Regions from separate parts of the Mus musculus genome. Here regions 1, 2 and 4 are each linked to region 3. The links are chromatin contacts, called in public promoter capture Hi-C maps. All regions are on one chromosome and are shown on one strand. Each heading gives the region's core, a stretch centred on a gene start, on an enhancer-like site or on the middle of the called end of the contact. The rest is flanking DNA. Distances are from core to core; before and after follow the strand shown.

Region 1 (3,155 bases), core at 351-2,850, 310 kb after region 3:
TCCTTTCCTATGTTGGTCACTCCAACTCACTCCTATGAGCCCAAGTGGGACCCCAAAGCTGAGACCCCTTGACTACAGAGACCGGAGACAGGCCCATCATCTGGGTAATCTCAACCCCTCCCCCAGCAGCCGACAAACACCCTAAGGGACCAAGACTCCCATCAGCTCAGAGTCTCCGACTCCACTCCATATGGGGCCTCAAGAGGCCTGGGGGGAGGGGAATCTTGAGCACACCCCCGCCCCCAATCTCAGCAGAGAAAAAGCTAGGAAGGCCCCAGGGGTCTCACTGCGCCCCAGGACACTCAATCCAGGAACCCCAGCCTCGGCCTGCTGCTCTGATCTTCAATAGCCAACTGCCTGCGTGCGGTCCCTATTCCCGAAAGGCACGGGGACTAGGGTCGGGGGGAGGTTTAGGTTCCGGCCTCTGCCTTTCCTTCCAGGCTTTTGCTATCGCGACCGAGCCTCCCAATCCGGCCACTTGTTGTCGCCAACGCCTCCCAGCTGCCTCGGCAGCGCACGGGTGGGGGGTCCCTCGCAGGGCCGCAGAAGGGGATGGGGGTAGCCCTGCACCCAGCAAGAGCGGGGCAGTCGCCCTCTCTCCCCTTCTCCCACTGCCGGAGCAGATTGGATTCTCAACGCGACACGAGCGGAATGTCAATAGGAGCGCAGAGCCACGGGCGGGCGCCGCGGAAGGGATCAGGATGCGGACGCTCCGGTGGCGGGCGCGGGGGGCAACAGCTCGGACTCTCCACTTCAGCCCCCGCCGCCTTGCCGCACCGTCACCGCCGGCCACGCGGCCCAGTGACCCCGCTGCGGGGCCCCGCAAGTTTCCGCAGCGCTGGGGGCCACGCGGGCAGGGGCCGGGCTGCTCCTGCGCCGCGGCGACCCCCACCGCGGCGCCCGGGGCCACCCGGCCGTCCCGCCTCCCGCGTAGCCGCTCATCCGAGTCGCGCAGCAGGGTCCCGGGCTCCCCGGGCCAGCGCGGCACCAGGGCGCACAGGTAGGAGGGCTCGTGGCAGGGGTCCCGGCAGGGCACTCACCCTCTAGCTCGTCCTCAGGGATATCCACCGGGCGCTGCTCCGACAGCAGGTTGGGCACGGTGTAGATGCCCCGGTACATCAACGCCGCCGTCACCGGGTGGAACGGCATCTTGGAGGCTCCGCGCCCGCCCGCCCGCCGCAAACTTTGAGGCCGGGGCTCATGGGCCGCCGGCGGCCCCGGGGGCGGCTGGAGCGGGCGGTGCGCGCGGTGCGGCGCGCAGTGGCGGCGGCGAGGCAATGGGCACCCGTCCGGGACCTAGCGCCCCTGCGCCCCGGGCTGTCGGGCCATGCCGCCGGCTCCTTCGTTGGGATCCCGGCCGGGGGCTCGCAGGGATGGCGGGGGCGGCGCCGCTCCGGCCTCTTGGCTCGGACCGCTGCGCGCTGCGCTCCCTCCGCGCGCTCCGCGTTGCTCGCCGCCCGCTCGTCCGCTCGCTGGTGCGGCTGCCCGACCCGCCGCTCCGGCTCCCGCCGCTGCCGCCACCGCCGCCGCCGCCACCGCCGCCGCCGCCACCGCCGCCGCCGCCGCCGCCTGCACTCCTCACTCGCTCGCTCGCTTGCTCTGTGCGGCGCTCGCCGCGCTCCCGCCTCCCCCGCCCGCCCCTCCCGCCCCCGCCCCTTCCCGCTGCCGGCCCCTGAGCGGCCACCCCAAGCCCTCCCGGGCGCCTTCTCTGGTTCTCCCCGACTCTGCTTTTCCCCCAGTCTGCTTCGGATTGCTGTCTCCCGCACCCCACGTTAGCAGCCAGCAGGACCCGGGTGGTGTGGACCAGGGGTGGAGCCGTTCCTTGTACCCCCTATCCCACCTGCCTCCACTAACCCTCCCCCAGCGAGAGCGGAGAGCTGAGAACTAACGACTAGAGACCCAGAAAGGTGAGGTTGCTCCAGGCGCGAGGGTCCTCAGGACCAGTAATCCTCAAGTTGGTGCCAGGAGAGGCTCCAAGGTGGGGAAACTGAGGCTTAGAAAAGGACATTGGCCAAGGTCACCAGGCAGGGCCAGCAGGCAGAGGCCAAGCACAGATCTGCAGGAGACTCCGCTGGCCTGTGGCTGACACCAGCAGTTGACTTGATCCCACAAAGGGCTGTTGTCCTGGCTCCTTCCTGAGCCCTTGCCTCTCAGTTTGCAGAGCAGGAGCCAAGGTCTGTCTCATGTCCCCAGGGGCCATGAGGAGGAGGCAGACGACCCAGAGCCTGTTGGTCACATGGCTGCAGGTTAGACCTTCCTCCGGTCCTTAGCATGTGTTCTATGGGGGTGGGGGTAGGTGTCTGGAGGGGGGGGCAGCATGTGCATGCGTTTCTCTTCATCTTTCGTTCAGGACACTGTGAAGATACGTTTTCAAACCCACTTGCAGATGAGAGTGTTTGAACTGTGCACGGCCACCTACATGTGAGCTGTGAGCTGGCAGCGAAGGGCAGAAGCCCGGAAGCAGGTGTGGGCAGGTGCGAAGGCCCTTGGGCTGGGAGTGCTATGCGTATCCGAGCACAGATGTGTGTGTCTCCGTGTACAATTATGGGATCTGGTGAGCCCCTGGCCTGGGTGGGCCTCAGCTGGCCTCAGTCTCATTCCTGGAACCCTCATCTGAACTATCTCCCTGCCCCCTTGGGTCCAATCAGCCAAAGGCCCCAGCAGGAAAGCTGATTGCCACAGCCTGGCCATGCCCTTCCCTGGCTGATTACATTTTTCTGCTTGTTTCTGCTTTTGTCGCTGATTAATCATAGCCCTGTCTTGGCGCCGGGAGAGAGGGGCTCAGTGAGAGACAACACCCCCAGCCACCCTGGGCCAAGGCAGGCCTGAACCTTTAGGACTTGTCTAGGGCTCTGGGTTTCTCATAGGCATGTGAAACCTGTAGAGAAGCCAGACAAACCCTGGCTCCCATCTGAATGTCTGTTCCAGGCTTCTGGCCAGTTGCTATCTATTCAGACCTATAGTTGGAGTCGTAAGAGCCCCTGAGAAGCACCCATCCCCAAAGCTCTTCTTGCGCACTTGAGCATCCATCAGGTCAGCTGGGTGCTTATGCTCCTTTAAGATTTCTGATAGAACAGAGCTGTGACGCAGGAAGAACTAGCCGCCAACCCAGCGAGCCCTGGGCTCTTGCATCTACCACCTTGTTTCAATGGGAC
Region 2 (3,068 bases), core at 129-2,628, 510 kb after region 3:
GGGTGCGCAAGAAAGGGTGGGCAGAGTTGGCATGGCAAGCGGCTGCTGGATACCTGATACGCTGGGTCCAGACGGGGCTTGCTCCATTTCAGATGGGAGATCAGTCTGAATCTGGGGTCTAACAGTGTGTGGGGCACAGGGGTTGGCCCCGGTGTTTAATTACAGACATAAAAAATGTGGAGGGTGGTTTCCTTTTTCTAAAGGAAAATCCAGAGTTGGGGCGCCCCAAGGGAGGGTCTGGGTAAAACCGCTACTTTGTCAGGTGGCATGCACCTCGCAGCGGGTCTAGCTACTTCTGAGAGGAGTCCTCTCGGGCTGCTCACTGCTCCGCCAGGAGGGGGCGACCCCTTCCCACCCCGCGCTCCCGCGCACCTCGGAACCACTCCTCGGACTGCAGCGTGCTCTGCACCGCGTGGCCTTCGAGCTGCGCGCGGATCTCCCGCAGCGCCGACGTCACGTCGCACTTGAGGGCGTCGCGAGCCTCGGCCTGAGCCTGCGCCTGCGCGGCCCCGCAGCCCTGGATCTGACCGAGCAGCTCGCCCACCTCCTCCTGGTGGTGGCGCCGCAGGTAGCCGCACTCCTCCTGCAGCGCCTGCGCCTTCTTCTGCAGCTCCACGCGCGCCGCTTCCGCCTCCTGCGCGAAGCGCGCCAGGGCGCGCGCCGCCGCCTCCGCCTCCTCACGCTGCCGGGCCTCCTCGTCCAGCCGCTGGCGGACGTGAGCGATGTCCTCCAGCAGGTGCTCCTGCTCCAGGCGCAGCTGCCCGCGCGCCGCCCCGAGGCGCAGCACGGCGCCGCGCATCTCGCGCACCTCGCGCTCGTACAGCTCGCCCATGGCGGCGCGGCCGGCTTGCTGCTGCCGCAGCGCCGCCGCCTCGCCCTCCAGGCTGCGGTTGTGCGCCTCGAGCTGCCTCACCTTGTCGATGTAGCCCGCGAAGCGGTCGTTCAGAGCCTGCAGCTGCTCCTTCTCGCTGCGCGCCGCCACCGCCGCCACCACGCAGCCCTCTGGGCCGTTGCTTAGGGTGTCTAGCGAGTCGGTGCTCGAGGCGGCGCCGCGGAAGCGGCTGGGTGAGGCGGACACGGAGCTCACGGACGTCCGCGCCCACGAGTGGAAGCCGCTGGAGGAGCCGGCCGCGGAGCGCGTGCCGCCCGGGCCTGCCTTGCGGCTCAGCGAGTAGTGCAGGCTGCCGCCTCCGTGCAGCGGCGCGAACGGGGCGCCCAGCAGCGCATCGGCGCTGCCGAAGCTCATCATGGCCGGAGCAGGTGCGGCCGCCAGCGGAGCGGGAGTGCGGGGCTGGGACGGGGCAGGCAGCACTGCGGCAGCTCTGGGACTCCGGCTCTTTTATATCCGCGGTGGCCCGGTCCGGCCCCTCGGCAGTGGGGGGCTGGGGAGGAGGGCCCCACCCTCTCCACCTCCTCCCCCGCGGCCCCGGGCCGACCGGCTTCTCCGCAGTGAGAGGGGCGGGGCTGGGGGGGACGACCCAGGAGTGAAGGGGAATCGACGCATCGTCAGTAGAGCCTCCCGAGGTCAGACCAAGGAGTAAAGGACTTCCGGAGCGGACAAGTGCAGACCTCCAGGTGCATGTCGGAAGACCCTATTAGTCAGAATAAGACCCTCAGAATAAGAGAGGGCACTGGAAATAGGGAGAGGATTGCAGAACTGATGGGTCAGGGCGCCTTCGGGTTGAAGCAGTGGGAGACTGCAGTGATTACTATGAGAGGACACCCCCACTTGAGAAGCAGCACAGGGTTGGTTCCCTGATAGTTAGAGAGGACCTTGAGATGAGGAGTGCAGACTGCAGTCACCCACGAAGGGATTCTGTATGGGGTTGCATGATGGATGCTACTGATGATAAATGGGGACCTTCTAGCTGGCGGTGCAGTGTTCCCCAGATACTACAGCGGCCCTGGGCCACCCAAAGGGGCTTAAGGAACTGTACAGCTGGCTTCGGGGTTGGGGTTGGGGTGGGCGTGGAGTTTGAAAGGACCGCAAAGCTACCCTGAGAAGGAGAACACTGCAGACGGAGAAAGGGAGCGCTGGGTGAGAGGAACGTGGTGCTCTCTAAAAATTCCAGTGGCCACGACTGGAAAGTGGAGTCTCCTCTTGCCCGGAAAGGAAAACTGCCTACGAAGAACAGGGGGTCCCTCAGTAGGCAGCAAGAGCCTCAACACCGAAGCCAAGTTCTGCCACAGGGTGGGGTTAGCTTCTGTGCTTCGCTAGCTGAATGACCTTGTACAAATTGTGTTCTCCTATGTTTGGTTTTCCCTTGTGTGCAAGAGACAAGATGCAGCTCCAAGCTCCCATGTGCCCCTAGGAGGTTCGAACTTGGGAAATGTCTGGCTGATTTTGGGGAGGAGAACCCACATATTGCCAGTCGGAATAGTAACCAGTTCCTCTCACCTGAGAACTTTGTCTTTCTCCCTTCCTTGCCCGATTTTTCTGCTTTATCTTGGCATCTCATTCCTTTTCCAGAATAGATGAACCAGTACTGCCGTAAGCATCCCCTTTCATGCTCCGAGGAAGTGGTGGAGTGGTTTTTCAGTACCAAAGTCCACCGACCTCCATCATGAGCCCTACTGAGGCTTCAGGTGAAAGGGCGGGGACGGCGGAGGGGCTTAGACTTGGAGCTCTTGCTTTATTATACGGCTCGTTCTTGGTTTGGTTTTCCGGTCAAAAGCGGTGTTAGTGGACGGAGCCGCCCGTGCCGCTATCGCTTCAGCACCACGGACAGCAGCCGCTCCTCGGATGGGAAGGGTTAAATCTATGCCTAACGGAGTAGGGAGGTTCCATAGCTTTTCCAAGCAGTCCCTCTGTGCGGTACAGGGGAGGATTGGATGAGTCATATGACGGGCTCGAAACGACCTACGGTTGTATGTAAGTGACCCACCCCTGCATGTCCTGTCCAGTGCCTGGCTCTCTGTGAAGTTCTTTCTCCCTGCAAACCTCTTCCCGGAGCAGAGAGAGCCCCACTCCAATGCCCACTGACAAGCTCTGGAAACCAGTATAGACTTCTTCAGATCAGAACTTCTCCCAGGCAGTTACCTCAAGCCTCACTGCACCCCAGTTTGCT
Region 3 (3,255 bases), core at 45-2,544:
CTGACCTCCAAATGCACACGAATTTCCAGGTGTATGAAAACACAGATGTGCACAGAGAGAAGTAAAATGCTCTGGGCTATATGGCGAGCACCTTTGGGGTGGTACTCAGGAGGGAGGGGCAGGTAATCTCTGAGTTGGAGGCCTGGACAGCAGGGCTACACAAAGACCTGACTCAAACCGGATTTAATAAACGCCTTTAATACCAGCACTCGGGAGGCAGAGGCAGGCGGTCTACAAAGTGAGTTCCAGGACAGCCAGGGCTATACAGAGAAACCCTGTCTCAAAACAACAACAACAACAAATACAAAAACAAACAAACAAACAGACCTGACTCAAAAAGCAAAAACAAAAAAACACGAACAAAAACCATCAAATTTTAATAAAAAAATTGAAGATCAGCAAGAGAATTTGGTTTGCCCAAGTCCTCCCTGTTAAACCTTTTGCTGAGCGTACGTCAATAAATTATTAGCCACCATTTTCACAAATTCCATTTGTCCCTGATAATTCTGCTACTTCATGCTTGCTCGGACTAAGCGGTTCCTACTGTATTAATTAGGTATTTGTTCACGCTCTTTGGTTTTTAAAAATATATTTCTCATGCTAGTTCCATTAATCCATATATTCAACGTTTACTGTGCAATTTGCACTGTTCCAGGTAAAACACGGGATTACAAAAAGTTAAATATGGTCTTTGCCTCAAGAAATGAATGGTCTGATGAAGGAGAAATTAGGCTATCGTCCTAATAAAATCTACCACCTTTTAGGGGCAAGAACCACGCTTACACTTTGCTTTCACTAGGTGAGCAGATAACGTACTACACGGCCCATTCATGCTCCTATCATGTATATGTGCATCTAAATCAGGTTTCCACACACTAGGGAAACCTGACTATGTGTCGTTCTGGGTCTGGCTTATTTCACTTAATTTAGTGATCTCCAGTTCCAACTTTTAAAAAAGGCCTAAATCATTCAGCTATTAAAATGATGGAAATTCAAGGTCTACCAGTTCATTCCTCGCCACCGCATCGCCACCAGCTCTTTGTTTAACGTGTGAAGTTTTTCACCGTCCAGAGTAGGCAACCATGATACCTGAAGCTTCCGGTCCTCGTTGGCCCTCCGCCACGATTACACGATTACACTTCTCCTCAGAGGGCTGGCGAGTTCCACAGATGAACCCAGTCAATTAAAAAGAACAGAGAAGTGTGAACTTGAAGACCCCAGAACCCACCCGAACGCCTTCCTCCGGAGACCCCGCGTGTGAACACGCGGCGAGGCCTTCCCCTCGGCCTTTACCTCAGCAGAGGCCAACGGCTTTTCCTGGCAAAGCCCACCCCTCGGCTTTACGACTTTCCGGCCAGGGCCACAGGAGTCTCCTCATGCCTAAGTCTAAGGTTGGCCCCTCAGCAGGCCTTGCTCTACCTCATGAATATGCAAAATAGGGCAGCAGGCAGCCTACCCACCCGGGCTGTGGGCGGAGCCTGCGTTCCCTTGGTGTGGGGAGCTCCTGGAGCCTTCGAGGACTGCGGACTGTGAGGGGACGCCCACTTGGATCACCTACATAACCAGAACTGAGGAGAGGCAGGGCATGGCTGATGGGAACAGTACACCTGATGGGGGTTCTCCAAGATCTGAGGCTGGAGCCTGGGAGGGCCTGGACTCAAACAGAGCGCTTTGCAGTCCTGGGGGCTTTGCAAGTCTCTTTCCTAGACTTGGACCCCACTGTAATCTTCTACTGTAGTGTTTAATTATGCGGCTAAAACTTGCCTATATTAACCTTTCTTTGTGCTTCACCTATCTTAGCCCCACCCCCATCCCCATCCCCGCCTTTCTCGTGTGTGTGTGTGTGTGTGTGTGTGTGTGTGTGTGTGTGTGTACACTAGGGAGCAAGAGGGAGACATAGCCAGAAGCAGAGACACCTAGGAGAGTCCAGAGTGGTCATGATGACCCTGAGCCATGTGAGGAGAGGGAGCAAGGTATGAGAAAGAGGAGAAGGGGAACCGGGTGCAATGACCAGGAGGCAATAAAAGGGGGGGGGGTAACCAAAATGGTTGGATTATATAGGGAAGTGCACCCCAGCCCGTAGGTGGAGAGTTCAGGGTAGGGACAAGGTTTGCCAGACAGAAAGGCCCTGGTTGGACTGAGAGATGCTTGGGAGAACCTGGTGGCCATGTCTGCTTTAATATGTTAAATAGGCACCTCAGCCATTTGTCTGGGTTTGAGACCTAACATAAACCACAATCCAGGTAAAAATAGTTTAGATTTTTTCAACCTTTGCCATAGTTAGTGCCCCTCCCTCCAATCTTCACAATCAAAATGGTTTCTAGACTGCCAGCAGTCCCTCCTTCCAACTAGGTTCTGCTTGGATCCTGTACTTTCCAGAAGTAACTTTTTATTTGGTTTTAAAGGTCCATTCCAAGTCTCAGAATTAACTTTCCTGGTTGGACCCTCAGACTCCCCTCTATACTGCCTGTCTGTCTTTGTTTTCCTTTGCTGTAGTAAAGACATCATGACCAAAAGTAACTTGGAGGGAGAAAGGGCATATTTTATCATCCAGCTTACACAGCATCTTGAAGAGAGGTCAGAAACTCAAGCAGGACAGAAACCTAGAGGCAGGATCTGCAGGAGAGGCCACAGAAGAACGTTCCTTACTGCCTTGCTTCCTCAGGCCTGCTCAGCCTGCTTTCTTACACAACACAGGACAGCCCACAGAGGGCTGAGCCCTCCCACATCAGTCAAGAAAATGTCCCCACAGACTTGCTCACAGGCCAATCTAATGGAGGCAATCTCTAACTGAAGTTCCCTCTTCCCCAATGACCCTGGCTTCTGTCCATTTGACCAGTACATGCATGCATGCCTGTGTGCCTGCAGACACATGTGCACACACTAACCTAATTATCATATGCTTTGCAGTCTGAGCTCAGCCAATCAACGCCATGTTCAAAGGCCTTCTGTCTTGCCTTTACACTAATGGCCATCTAACATATTCACAGAGCTATTTTCTCACGTTTTTTTATTATTCTATTTCTTTTATGGCATTTAATAATGGGTTTCATTTCTTTCTTAACCTGCTCTATCTAGAATGTGTGTGAGATAAACAAACAAGCTTCATCAGAATATCTCCAGATATTCGGTATAGTACCTGGCAAATGGTAGGCACTTGACAAACATTGGTGGGTCAAATGTGCTGGTGTGTGCCAGGTATTCTCAGCCATTAGGGAAGTTGAGACAGGAGGACCTCTCTGAGTAGGTTAGTAA
Region 4 (3,486 bases), core at 918-3,417, 410 kb before region 3:
CTGGGAGAGCCACAAGTGCTCTGAAGCACCGCGTCACCTCTCCAGGCCCAGGAACCTGGATTCTCAAAGGGGAGAAAGAATAAGCAGAACATAGAGGGTTTGTAGGTCAGTGAAAATATTCCCTCTGAAACCACAGCCAGGGACATGTCCTTTTACAGTTCTTAACCCCTACTGACTCCTAAAACTGCCTTAGAGAAGAAAATCTATCGATTACAAAATAGGCCTTTCATTCCAGCACTCACGAGGCAGAGGCAGGAGGATCTCTGGGTTTAAGGTCAGCCTGGTCTACACAGTGAGTTCCAGGTTGGCAAGGGCTGCGTAGTGAGACCCTGTTTCAAAAAATAAAAACTATGAAAAAATAAAATAAATGCACTTTGTGCGAGTCCACCCTGAGTCCTTTCATCTGAGGAATAGCTCAGCCTGTAGAAGGCTTGTCCTGTGTTCCAGCTCCAGAGCCATATAAACCAGGTGTCCCAGTTAGGGCTACTGTCGCTGAGACACAACAGCATGACCAAGGTAGCTTGGGGAGGGAAAGGGTTTATTCAGCTTACACTTCCACACTGCTGTTCAAGGAAGTCAGGACAGAAACTCACACAGGGCAGGAGCCTGGAGGCAGGAGCTGGTGCAGAGGCCATGGGCGGATGCTGCTGACTGCTCACTTGCTCTGGATTGCTCAGCCTGCTTTCTTATAGAGCCCAGGACCACCAGCCCAGGGCTGTCACCACCTACAAGGGGGTGGGCCATCCCTTCATCGATCACTAATTAAGAAAATGTCCTGCCGGGCATGGTGGTAATGCCTTTAATCCCAGCACTCGGGAGGCAGAGGCAGGCAGATTTCTGAGTTTGAGGCCAGCCTGGTCTACAAAGTGAGTTCTAGGACAGCCAGGGCTACACAGAGAAACCCTGTCTCAAAAAAAGAAAAAAAGAAAAAGAAAATGTTCTATAGATTTGCCAGTAGCCTAATCTGATGGAGGCTTTCTCAAAGGTGCTCCCTCCTTTCTGATAACTTTAGCTTGTGTCAAGTTTATATAAAATTACCCAGAATACCAGACTTGATGGCCCCTGCCTGTAATCCCTTCACTGGGGAGGTGGAAGCCGAAAGATCAAGAGTTCAAGATTCTCCGTGGTTACACAGTGAGTCTGAAACATCTTGGCCTACGTAAGAACCCTGTCTTTTTTTAAAAGTGTATTTTGTATATTTCAGAATATCTGAAGTTATAATATGAACATACATGTATCAGTAGGAAAACTGAATAAAATAGTTACTGTTTCTGGTGCTAAGTCATTGAAATCTGATTTGCCGTTTCTACCTAGCACAGGCCATACTTGTTCCTGACCAACCACATCTCCAACAGACAATAGTCCAAAGGACAGTGAGCCCTTGCTTGGTCACCCCCTACCTAAAACTTAATTTGATCCATGGGACGACAGAGGGGAAAGGTGTCAGTGGCCTGTTTCACTATCTCCTCCCTGCTCAGGTGCCACCTGCTTTGCAGAAAATTCATGCCAAGGCAGCCTGTGTTTTCTCATCCTACCCAGAGAGGTCAGCCTACTCAGTGTGGCTGCCTCCCACCCTCTACCTCCCAGAGGCTCACCCCTGGGCCATCCTGTAGTTCCCGCCTGAGCTGACGGCCTTCATAGAGTGTTGAAACTGTGTGTGCCGTGCCAGGCATTCTGCTAACACAGGAGACATGGTCTTACCTAATCCCTCCTAACTTCTAGAGGTCTGGAGCCATTTGGCAAATAAGGGCTCTCCTGGCCAGCAAACATTTGTGGAGCGCAGCCTGTGTTCAAGGTCGGGGGAGGGGGGCTGGGCTCTCCTTGGGCAAAAGGACTCAGAAGTGGTGACATTTTCAACTCCCACTTGGCTCCGGAAGTGTGTGCTCCACGTACCTGTCCTTAGGTGAGCACTTTCTTAACACCCACTCCCCACACACCTACAGTCCCACCCCCTGAAAGCGCGTGAAGACCTGGAGGTGAGGGCCACTTGCTACCTCAGACTCTCAGGACACCTCTTGAGATCTGGTCACCTCTCTGTCCCCTTAAGGTAGGCTTGATGACCTGGGGCAGACAAAACAAAAGAAAAACAAAAACAGGGGAGCACTGGGTAGGGCGGGGCAGGAACAGGGATTCTCCCTTGGGGCGGGCCTCCCTTGGGGCGGGATCAGCAGCAGACCTGCTAAGTAAAGCCCTGTGAAGGTGGCAGCAGCTGAGGCCTAGCAGAGAGCACCATGAGAGGACAAGTCGGGGACCTGAGCCCGCAGCAGCAGGAGGCTCTGGCCAGGGTAAGGGGTGAGGGGTGAGGCGGGAGGGAAGGCACGGGAGCCAAGCAGAACCCAAGCGGCCCGCATTGGCTACAGCTTTATGCAGGGACTGGTTGGCGAAGCCAGCGCCTCCCGCGCACACCTGGGCTAGGACCTCTCTCTACCTCTGAGCAACTGCCGGTGTGTGTGCGTGCGCGTGTGTGCGTGTGCGTGTGTGTGTTTGCAAGTTTAGCCTTCCAGCACAGCTCCCACCACCCATCCCTGGCCTCTGTTCCCAGGCCAGTGACTTCTGCCAGGCAGATTAGGAGATCCCTGCCAGATTGCAACAGTGTTTGGTTTGGTTTCTGTTGCTCGGGTTCCCAGTCTTCTCCCTATCAGACTTACTTGTTTACTTTTAATTATGACAGAGAAATAGAGGGGCTAGGGGTCTGATTTTTGAGAGCCTCCTGCAGGCTGTACCTGGAGAAGGGAAAGGCTATGAGGAAGGGGAGTCCCATCCAGGTTCTCATTCAACCTCGTTTGAAGGGGAAGCTTAAGAATTGTGACAGGTACTGAAGGTGTTTAAGTCTGGAATCCCAAGCCTTGCGAGACAAAGACCAGAAGATTGTGGGTTCAAGGCCAGCCTGAATTTAGTGACACTGTCTCAAGGAACAAGAGATGAACGGCTTGTTTTGTAGTGTCTCCCATGCGGAAGAACCTTACAGGGAGACATGAGAATCCTGGGTGAAGGAGGGGACCTGGAGATTCAGCCATTAAGGGGTCCTTAGTGGAACAGGAAGGACCCTCTGATGAGACTCCCAGGGCTGATGGTCTCAGAAGGCACCCGGTGCCTCCTGAGTTCTTTTGGAACTGGAAACATGGTCTCTGGGAGTGGACTATGATAGAGAACCCCACCAGCCACTCCTACTTTCTCCACTAACTAAAAGTAACAAATGCTTGCTATGTTAAAACATATAGGAAGAGAAAGGAGGAAGGAGGGGGAGGCTAAGGACGGCCCAGAGCTCTGTACTGCCTTGCCCCGGATCACTTCCTTCCAGAGTCCTCCTGAGCTAGGGTGGGCCACTGTGGTCACACTTCAGACACACAGTCTTCAGTGTGGCACTGTAAGGTGGCTTCTCTCCAGGCTGAGTTAGAAGTCACCTGGAGGGGAGGATAGGTATAGCTTTGTTTTTTACAGGGCACTGGCCCCTTTCACACCCTCCAACCCCCACCCCTGACAAAA

The links. Capture Hi-C pulls out chosen DNA fragments and counts their contacts.
Region 1: a contact with region 3 is called in a promoter capture Hi-C map of adipose tissue, with 7 times the contacts expected there. The contact joins the promoter of Cabp7 here to the promoter of Hormad2 in region 3. A contact is called at or near these places in 11 of 39 promoter capture datasets (the 3T3-L1 cell line, the C10 cell line, the HPC-7 cell line and 6 more), 1 of 15 datasets of contacts at CTCF or cohesin (the NIH/3T3 cell line), 7 of 484 Hi-C or Micro-C datasets (bone marrow-derived macrophages, embryonic fibroblasts, embryonic stem cells and 2 more), 6 of 115 datasets of contacts at active chromatin or transcription factors (embryonic forebrain, embryonic stem cells, fetal liver and 1 more) and 3 of 9 other capture datasets (adipose tissue, liver and macrophages).
Region 2: a promoter capture Hi-C map of liver shows a contact between it and region 3, with 2.2 times the contacts expected there. The contact joins the promoter of Nefh here to the promoter of Hormad2 in region 3. A contact is called at or near these places in 6 of 39 promoter capture datasets (the 3T3-L1 cell line, cranial neural crest, embryonic stem cells and 3 more), 2 of 484 Hi-C or Micro-C datasets (embryonic fibroblasts and neural progenitor cells), 1 of 115 datasets of contacts at active chromatin or transcription factors (astrocytes) and 2 of 9 other capture datasets (embryonic stem cells and liver).
Region 4: a contact with region 3 is called in a promoter capture Hi-C map of adipose tissue, with 4 times the contacts expected there. The contact joins the promoter of Sec14l4 here to the promoter of Hormad2 in region 3. A contact is called at or near these places in 7 of 39 promoter capture datasets (the 3T3-L1 cell line, the SN4741 cell line, embryonic stem cells and 3 more), 1 of 484 Hi-C or Micro-C datasets (cerebellar granule neurons) and 4 of 9 other capture datasets (adipose tissue, embryonic stem cells, liver and 1 more).

The regions. Positions count from the first base shown.
Region 1 is chr11:4,745,579-4,748,733 of GRCm38.p6, forward strand. It overlaps Cabp7 (calcium binding protein 7), which reads right to left and starts at 1,601. Exons shown (of 5, transcript NM_138948.4): 1 at 1,041-1,601. The coding sequence starts at 1,149. Gm35102 (a long non-coding RNA gene) reads left to right here and starts at 248. Exons shown (of 4, transcript XR_003949631.1): 1 at 248-1,000; 2 at 1,740-1,907; 3 at 2,194-2,246; 4 at 2,351-3,155.
Region 2 is chr11:4,946,686-4,949,753 of GRCm38.p6, forward strand. Nefh (neurofilament, heavy polypeptide) reads right to left here and starts at 1,379. Exons shown (of 4, transcript NM_010904.3): 1 at 373-1,379. The coding sequence starts at 1,249. It also overlaps a transcript of Ap1b1 not described here.
Region 3 is chr11:4,439,788-4,443,042 of GRCm38.p6, forward strand. Hormad2 (HORMA domain containing 2) reads right to left here and starts at 1,295. Exons shown (of 11, transcript NM_029458.1): 1 at 1,090-1,295.
Region 4 is chr11:4,029,615-4,033,100 of GRCm38.p6, forward strand. It overlaps Sec14l4 (SEC14-like lipid binding 4), which reads left to right and starts at 2,168. Exons shown (of 12, transcript NM_146013.1): 1 at 2,168-2,285. The coding sequence starts at 2,232.